Linked DNA regions of Mus musculus: region 1 is linked to region 2. A link is a contact called in public HiChIP or PLAC-seq data. All regions are on one chromosome and are shown on one strand. Each heading gives the region's core, a stretch centred on a gene start, on an enhancer-like site or on the middle of the called end of the contact. The rest is flanking DNA. Distances are from core to core; before and after follow the strand shown. Region 1 overlaps Tbx15 (T-box 15). Region 2 holds the start of Tbx15 (T-box 15).

Evidence for each region. HiChIP or PLAC-seq counts read pairs in DNA pulled down with a chosen protein or histone mark.
Region 1: an H3K4me3 HiChIP or PLAC-seq map of neural progenitor cells shows a contact between it and region 2, with 2.6 times the contacts expected there. The contact joins the enhancer-like site here to the promoter of Tbx15 in region 2. A contact is called at or near these places in 2 of 484 Hi-C or Micro-C datasets (neural progenitor cells and psoas muscle) and 2 of 115 datasets of contacts at active chromatin or transcription factors (embryonic stem cells and neural progenitor cells).

Annotation. Positions count from the first base shown.
Region 1 is chr3:99,334,893-99,338,297 of GRCm38.p6, reverse strand. The region is part of intron 6 of Tbx15 (T-box 15); the gene reads right to left. Among named protein-coding and RNA genes, the nearest start is that of Gm52611, 15 kb to the left of the region's middle. Within about 2 kb of position 1,312, at least 6 of the 459 cell types and tissues checked have an H3K27ac peak or open chromatin away from gene starts, as enhancers often do. A contact at or near this core is called in neural progenitor cells, where this site is marked.
Region 2 is chr3:99,252,006-99,255,463 of GRCm38.p6, reverse strand. Tbx15 (T-box 15) reads right to left here and starts at 1,704. Exons shown (of 8, transcript NM_009323.2): 1 at 1,379-1,704. The coding sequence starts at 1,583.

The DNA of each region.
Region 1 (3,405 bases), core at 63-2,562, 83 kb before region 2:
TTAGCCTAAAAATACAGCATGCCATACATAAACATATCCTGCCATCCAGGAGTTCACATAACAGGGTTTTTCTCAAGGCAAAGGTGTAGTGATAACATTTGTAGCCCACCCCCAAAATCAGTGGCAAAGAATATAACATTACTAGTCACACCTTATTATTGGGCTGTATACTTCATAGTTCAATAACTATATTTTTACTATATGGGAAAAATATAAATTAGCCTTTAATATGTATTCTTGTGTGTAGAATTATAGAAATGTCATGCATTTATATTATTCAGTCTTTTAATGGCTTCTGAATGTTTCTATTTTTGGAAAAAAATAATTCTATTTATTTGCTATATTTTGTCTCAAACTCTGTCAAGCTTCATTGATTAGATCCAAGTGCTAGAAATCACTTGCACTGTACCTCAGAATGTAGTATAGGGCCATGGCGCAATTTAATAATCCCCTTCTTTCTAGAGTAGCTTGTATGTATTTCAAGGGATTTGGATTCAATGTTTTCCTTTGCTCAAGTTCCTAGAAAAATGCTTGCTGCACAGTACGTCTCAGTTTATCTCACTGAATTAACAAACGGGTGTCACTAAGTCATAATTTTAACAATTTCCATTTTCTCAACTGATGCATGTTAAGTTAACTAAGTAGTGGAACTAATCCATAAATTTCAGCTAGTATCAATTCTCTTTCTTAAGTTTAATTTTTTTAAAACCAACTTGATATAAAAATAAAGTCTCTGAGGATAGAAAGAGTCCTCTAGTGTCAGATATCAGGGCTTTTTATTCTCTGTCTAATTGGGATTGTGTCTTTATTGACCTAGGTCTCAGGGAGGTTTCAGTTTCCCTTCTGCCTCTTTTGTCCTAGATTTAGGATTCCTGATCTTCCATTAAGCCTGAGTGTTCTAGCAGAGTCTAAGCATTTCTACCCATTGCCTTCTATAAGAATGTTTGTCAACTACCCATTAAGGTCTTCAGCTACTAGATGTCTATACGAGGTGTATCGTTCTAACCATTGTTTGCTCGATGTTATCTTGCCTTGATTTTGTAAAATTTTATCTCCAAGATTTACAAAATGGACTCATTGTTTCACAGATGCAAAAAGCTGCAGTGTCTGGTTAACATGTTCCACATGGTGGGCCTCTGTGGGCTACGGCACAGCAGAGACCTGGCGTCATCTCTGAAGCTTCCAATCAGAAACAGTCAAGTTGGCAACTGTTTCCTCTTGCTGACTTTTCCTCCTTAGTCCAGTGACAACAGAGGCCACATCTAAACCCCCTTTGTTTGGTCTTTTGGCTGTAACTTCCTCTCTGGTTTCCAAGCTGCTTCTCTTTTGTCTTGGCCAAGCCAAAAAATGTGCTGAAGGAGGAGAAGAGGGAGGAGGCAGAGCTAGCCAAAGAGCTCCTTCACAAACTAATGATGCCTCCAGATCAACTGATGGGGAATTGTAACCAGCTTGTAAAGAAATACCCTTCCAACTGCATTTCTACAAGAAACAAACAAACAAAGAAAACAAAACAAAAACTTCCTTAAAGTCCAGCAAAGAGATTGTAATAACAAATATCTAAATATCCATAATCTGGCTTAGGTATCCCTGTGTGCAATTTTCACATTATCAGTGGCTTCATCATTATTATCTATTTATTTTCTCTTTATCTCCAACTTCTTTATCCATTTAACTTCTCCCTATGCCGTGTACTGAGACTACCATGAACAGAGCATATGCGATAGGTTGATATGACCACTGGTCCTCTCTCGACAGAAGTAAATCCACAGCTAAATCTATTCTAAGGTAGCAGGAACTTTGAAAGCATAAAGGAGCATTCAGACAAAAGAAAAACTTAGGAGATATAAAAGCAAAAAAGACACAGGGCTTAAGTTGTGTCATTTTCAATTAAAAATGAAAGCAATATAAAAAGAATTAATTTATGAAATATATGATGCATTTGGAGATATGTAATAGGTGCTATGAGGCATTGAGCAAGAAGTATTTAATATACATAGGAAACGGAAGATTCCACAAAAAGTCATCTATAAAACCTCAATATTAAATGACACTCTAAGCAATCTTCTACTACAGATAAGTGGTAACTTTTGTAGCAGAGTCAACAGTATGTGCAAACACTTCCCAGTGTGGAAACAAAGGTATGCTATGGGCACTTGACAGAGAAGCTCTGCATATGACAAAGGTGTGTACAATGGACATCCAGTCCAGATCTAATTACCATATCTCAAAGTTCTTAATCTATCCCTGCTCTCTGGAGGCAAGGTCAAACCTTCCACCTTCTCTCCCTTTCATTACTTTGTGGAATCAGCTCTAACCTCCAGTTGCTTAAGACATTTTATGTTGAGATGCTCTAAAGGATCACAGATCAGAAGCCTACAAATTTAAACAAAAGCCCATCATGCAAAATTTGGCTTCATGGGGTACAACAATTATATCTACACAGTAAAGATGCTGGAATCAAAAAGCCTTTTTCACTGGTGTGGGAGAATGAGGAATTGATGAATATGTGTTTAGAATTGAATAAAAATTGCTCATTGCCTAGTGGTCCCCAGGTGTTCCTTTTCAACTACCCTTCTTAGAGTTTGGATAAGCTGTGACATCAGCTCCTGGGCATTTTCAATGTCTCATGAATAATAAAATTTGTAATAATACCAAGCAGGCTAACTAAAGCATTAAGTTCCTGTAAATTTGACTGAATACTCTGGCTTTGGTACAATGAAAGTCACTCAAGGGATAGATGAATACTTTAGCTGAGAGCTTAGACTCTAAAGATAGTCTGGCTTCTAATTAAGGTAAGTTTGGCCAAGGTAAGAAACTTCTTCATGCCACCAAAGTCTCCATAATTGTAAGATAGAGAAATCTGGATTTGTTATAATAATTGTGGCTTAATAAGCACAGCTTGATTGAAAACGAAGTTTATCAAGGCAAGTGAGAGAGTAAAATGAGAAGTTGGTCATCATTGTTCCAATTCAAGCAAAAGAAAATCTGCTCAAGATTCAGCTTGGTCTAGCAGATATGGCCTTACGTCCCTGGAATTCATGGTGCTATCCATATACTCTGGCTCTGGATAAAATGTAAAAGCAGTTCCATGTTACCTAATTCCATTTCTCATTTTCTCATCAGAGAACCAAAAACGTGTCCTTCAAGCCCCTTTAGGCCTCATTATCTTGCAGATACTTCAGACTCCAATATACTAACCATTAAAAAGACGTCACTGGGTTCAATGACACCATCCTTGGGCAGGAGCCATAGATAATAAAACAATTGCCAACTTTCCCTGGCAAATCCATATGGCCAGGAGGACAATGGTGGAAACAGTTTATGACAAGGGAGGGAGAACAAATAATAAAGCAGAGAGAAGCATTAAGTTCTGGCTAAACAAACAGCCATGGCTTGGATAAATAG
Region 2 (3,458 bases), core at 455-2,954:
CTGTACAGACCCTTACTGAAATCCTGACAACAGATAAATTGGGTGACGGGATGGCAGAATAGAGGACACATATTAGCTATCTTCGGTTCCTTCCTGGATTGCCCACACAGCAGACCGAGTGGACCTGCCCTTGCTCCCAAAGAGAGAAAGTCGTGGATGGATGAAATAAATCTCCTTTTAATTTTCTTTTCATCGACTAATAAAAATAATTCCCCAGCACTAAACCCAAATTCCGTAACGGGCCGCAAGAACACGGAGAATTCATGAAACTCTGTCTCTGCAGGTCTCTGGCTAATCGAGTTATTATTAGCCTCGGGAGCGTGGAAACTGAACTGTCACTGCTGAAAGAGAAAATGTAAGCGACAGCTGTCCCTCTTCGGGCTTTGGCTAGCTTTCAGGCCAGGATCCTCAAGCTCCCGAGCCTACTGCTGCTCCCATTCCTGTGTGGGCGGCTGCCTGACTCTTCCCCCCCACCCCCAAGCCGTGTAGGACAAGGAGTCTAGTCCTGGATCCTAGCTGGTCCGCAGGGACACCTTCTGCAGGGCCTTAGAAATCTGGGCTGAAAATACTAGTTGTTGAAAATATTCTGAAGCCGCTAAACCGAGTTATGAGTGTAGTGTTTGTGAGCGTGCTTACAGGATTTTGACAACAGCTGTTCCCCCGGGCTGTTTTGCACTGTTGAAATCTTGGCACTAAATACAAAATGTGAAGCTGTTTTCTCCCTCTTAGGGTTCTGTTAAAATACACACATTGACATCCGCCTTGAGTTTTAAGTGTTTTGTGCATATTAATTATGTACAATATGGAGAGATCTAAGAAAATTAGTTGAAACGTGCACCCACCCAAATACTGAGATGTGGGCACGGATTAAAGACCTGGGTCTCAGGATACAGTGTCTATCTACTATGTCCCCAGTGAAATAGAAATAATTATACTCCACCATCTAAAACTTAGTTGAGAGAGAAACTAAAAGAGAAAACCGGAACATTTCCCATGGCTGCCTTATAGGCTTCGTCTGGCAGCACTCGGGGGCTCTCAGAAGCACGGAAGCAAGTCTCAGATCCACTGGGCTCTTTCTCCAGTGTCTTTGACTGAGCTCTTTCAAACCCAGGGACCCGCAGCCCTCAGTCTCTGACACAAGAGAAGGGGGATGGACGCAAGTAGGCCTTGAAATTGGCGATTAAAATGCAAGGCTCGGGCCAGGCCCCCAAATTGGTTCCGGCGAATTTAGGGAGGCTCAAGGTATTTATGCCAAGAAAAAGGAACCCCCGTCGGAGTGAGGCAGGGAGTCAGCAGGCAGGGCCTCCCTCCACTCGCGGGGATACCGGCTGGTGTTCCTTCTCCACCCGCCTCCCGTCGTCCGATCCGACACACTCACCCGGGTGGGGCTCCAGGCCGTGTGTCGCCGGGTCGTCTGTGTCTCCGAGTGGGCCTGCGGGACTCAGCGCCTCCATGGACAAGTCCAGCCCCTTCTCCTCCCAGTCTCGCAGTTTCCGCTTTTTATTTGAGCCGATCAAGGCTTCAACGGAGAAGGCATGTGCTCGGGAGCTCAGGGCGACTGCAGATCTTCTCCGTTCACTCATTTTAGCCGCCCGCACCCGGGTCTCCTCTAGCCCGCGCTACTGAGCTGGCAGCCCCGCGGCCGCACGCTCCGAGCGCCCGCCGACCCGGCCCTGGAGAGGCGGCGGCGCCGCGGCCGAAACTGGGGCGGCGGCTCCGCGGGTGATCTGCGCCCTCCCTCCGTGTCCTCCCCCGCCCTCGACCGCCGGATCAGACCGGTGCCCCCAGCTGCCCCAGCCTCTAGGAACTAGCGCGGGGAACGCCGCCCGCCCGTTGCATGGAGCACTGAGTCCAGCTCCCCACCCACCCGGGCAGGCGCTCACAAACTCTGCTGACTGAACTTCATCTTTTCTTTTTTTTTTTTCTTTTCTTTCTTTCTTTTTTTTTTTTTTTTTTAAATTCACTCCCTCTTCCTTTTTCTCCTCCCTCTCCCCCTTCCCCACTCGTTCTTCCCGTCCTTCCCTGATCCAAACTTCTGGGAAACTTTTCCCCCCTGAATTCCTCCCTTCCCGAGGAACAGGGGGTAGGCAGTGAGCTCCTGTCCGAGGGGTGAGGGAAAAGGGAGGGGGAGCAGAAAAAGGCAGAGGGGAGGAAAGCCAGCCCCCAGCCAATGGCAAGAAAGGAACAAGAGAAAGCCCGAGAGCTCGGGCCAATGGGGAGAAGGGAGAGACTGAGGCTCGGGCCAAGGCTGTGCGCTGGCCATCCCCAGGATGCTTCTCTGCCAACTTTAACCCCTGGCTTCCCGGCACCCGACTTGTTTCTCTGTAGGAGGAGGGCAGTCGGGACAGCTCAAAGTCAAAATCTGATCTTCGCCCTTATAGACTCTACAAGTCCAAATACGAATCCATACAGTTTCCTTCCAAACTCTCAGGATCTAATAGAGCTAGCTATCATACTCAGTTCAGATGCAGATCTGGGAAGCTGATGCTGTGACAAAATGCTAACCTGTCCCTCTCCTCAAAAAAAAAAAAAAAAAAAAAAAAAAAAAGGCAGAAGATATTTCTGATCATATCACCCATGCCCCCAGGGGCTTTGAGATCTGCCCAAATTTCTCTACGCAGGTTTCTACTGTGTTCCAGATCAATGACTTTCTAAGCGGGTCCGGTTAAGGCAAAACGAAACAACAACAACAAAAAATTTTCCTGCTGCCATTCGGCCTTATAACTGAACATTTCAGGACTTCACGCTCCTTGTTCTACCTGATGGAGGGAGGAGACAGACACGCTGAGAGTTAAGAGACCTGCATGGGCCGCTTAGCTTGCCTCGGGGTCTGCAAACTTACCCTGCTAGACTGGGCCCCTGCACCACACAAATAGTAACTTTCATAGCGCAGCAGACTCTGAGCTGCGCTTCGCCTATCCCGGGCTCTTATTCCAAAGAACCCACAGCGGGTGCCGGGGTTGGGGGTGGGGGGGAGATAGATAAGACTTCTGATAGCTGGGAAGGAACTTTTTCAAAATTTCTTCAAATCCCCTCATCTCCAGAACTTGGCTCTCATCTCTTACTAATGATCTCCCTTTGCTCCCACGCCTCACTTTTAAAGCTTTCAGGACCGTTCATTCACCACAGATAACCTAGGAACTTAAAACAACATCCCCCACCATTTTTGTTATCCAACCGCTCACCAAGTTATTTATCCTCATGGATAAATGGCATAAGGCCTCAGATCGCAGACTTATACGGAGGCCAAAAAGAGAACGGAGGGAAGGAAGAAAGAGGGAAAGAAAGAATAAAAAATCTCCTATTTCAGAGCAGAGGCCTAAAAGCCTCATTTCCCCATTCCAAAGTTCCTGGTCAAAATAATTCTATCCTGAGGCTATGAAGCTGGGAAAGGAGGAAAACTTAGCACCAACCGGGAGGCCCAGCAATAAGTCTAGCCAGGCGCTAAGCAAGGTCTG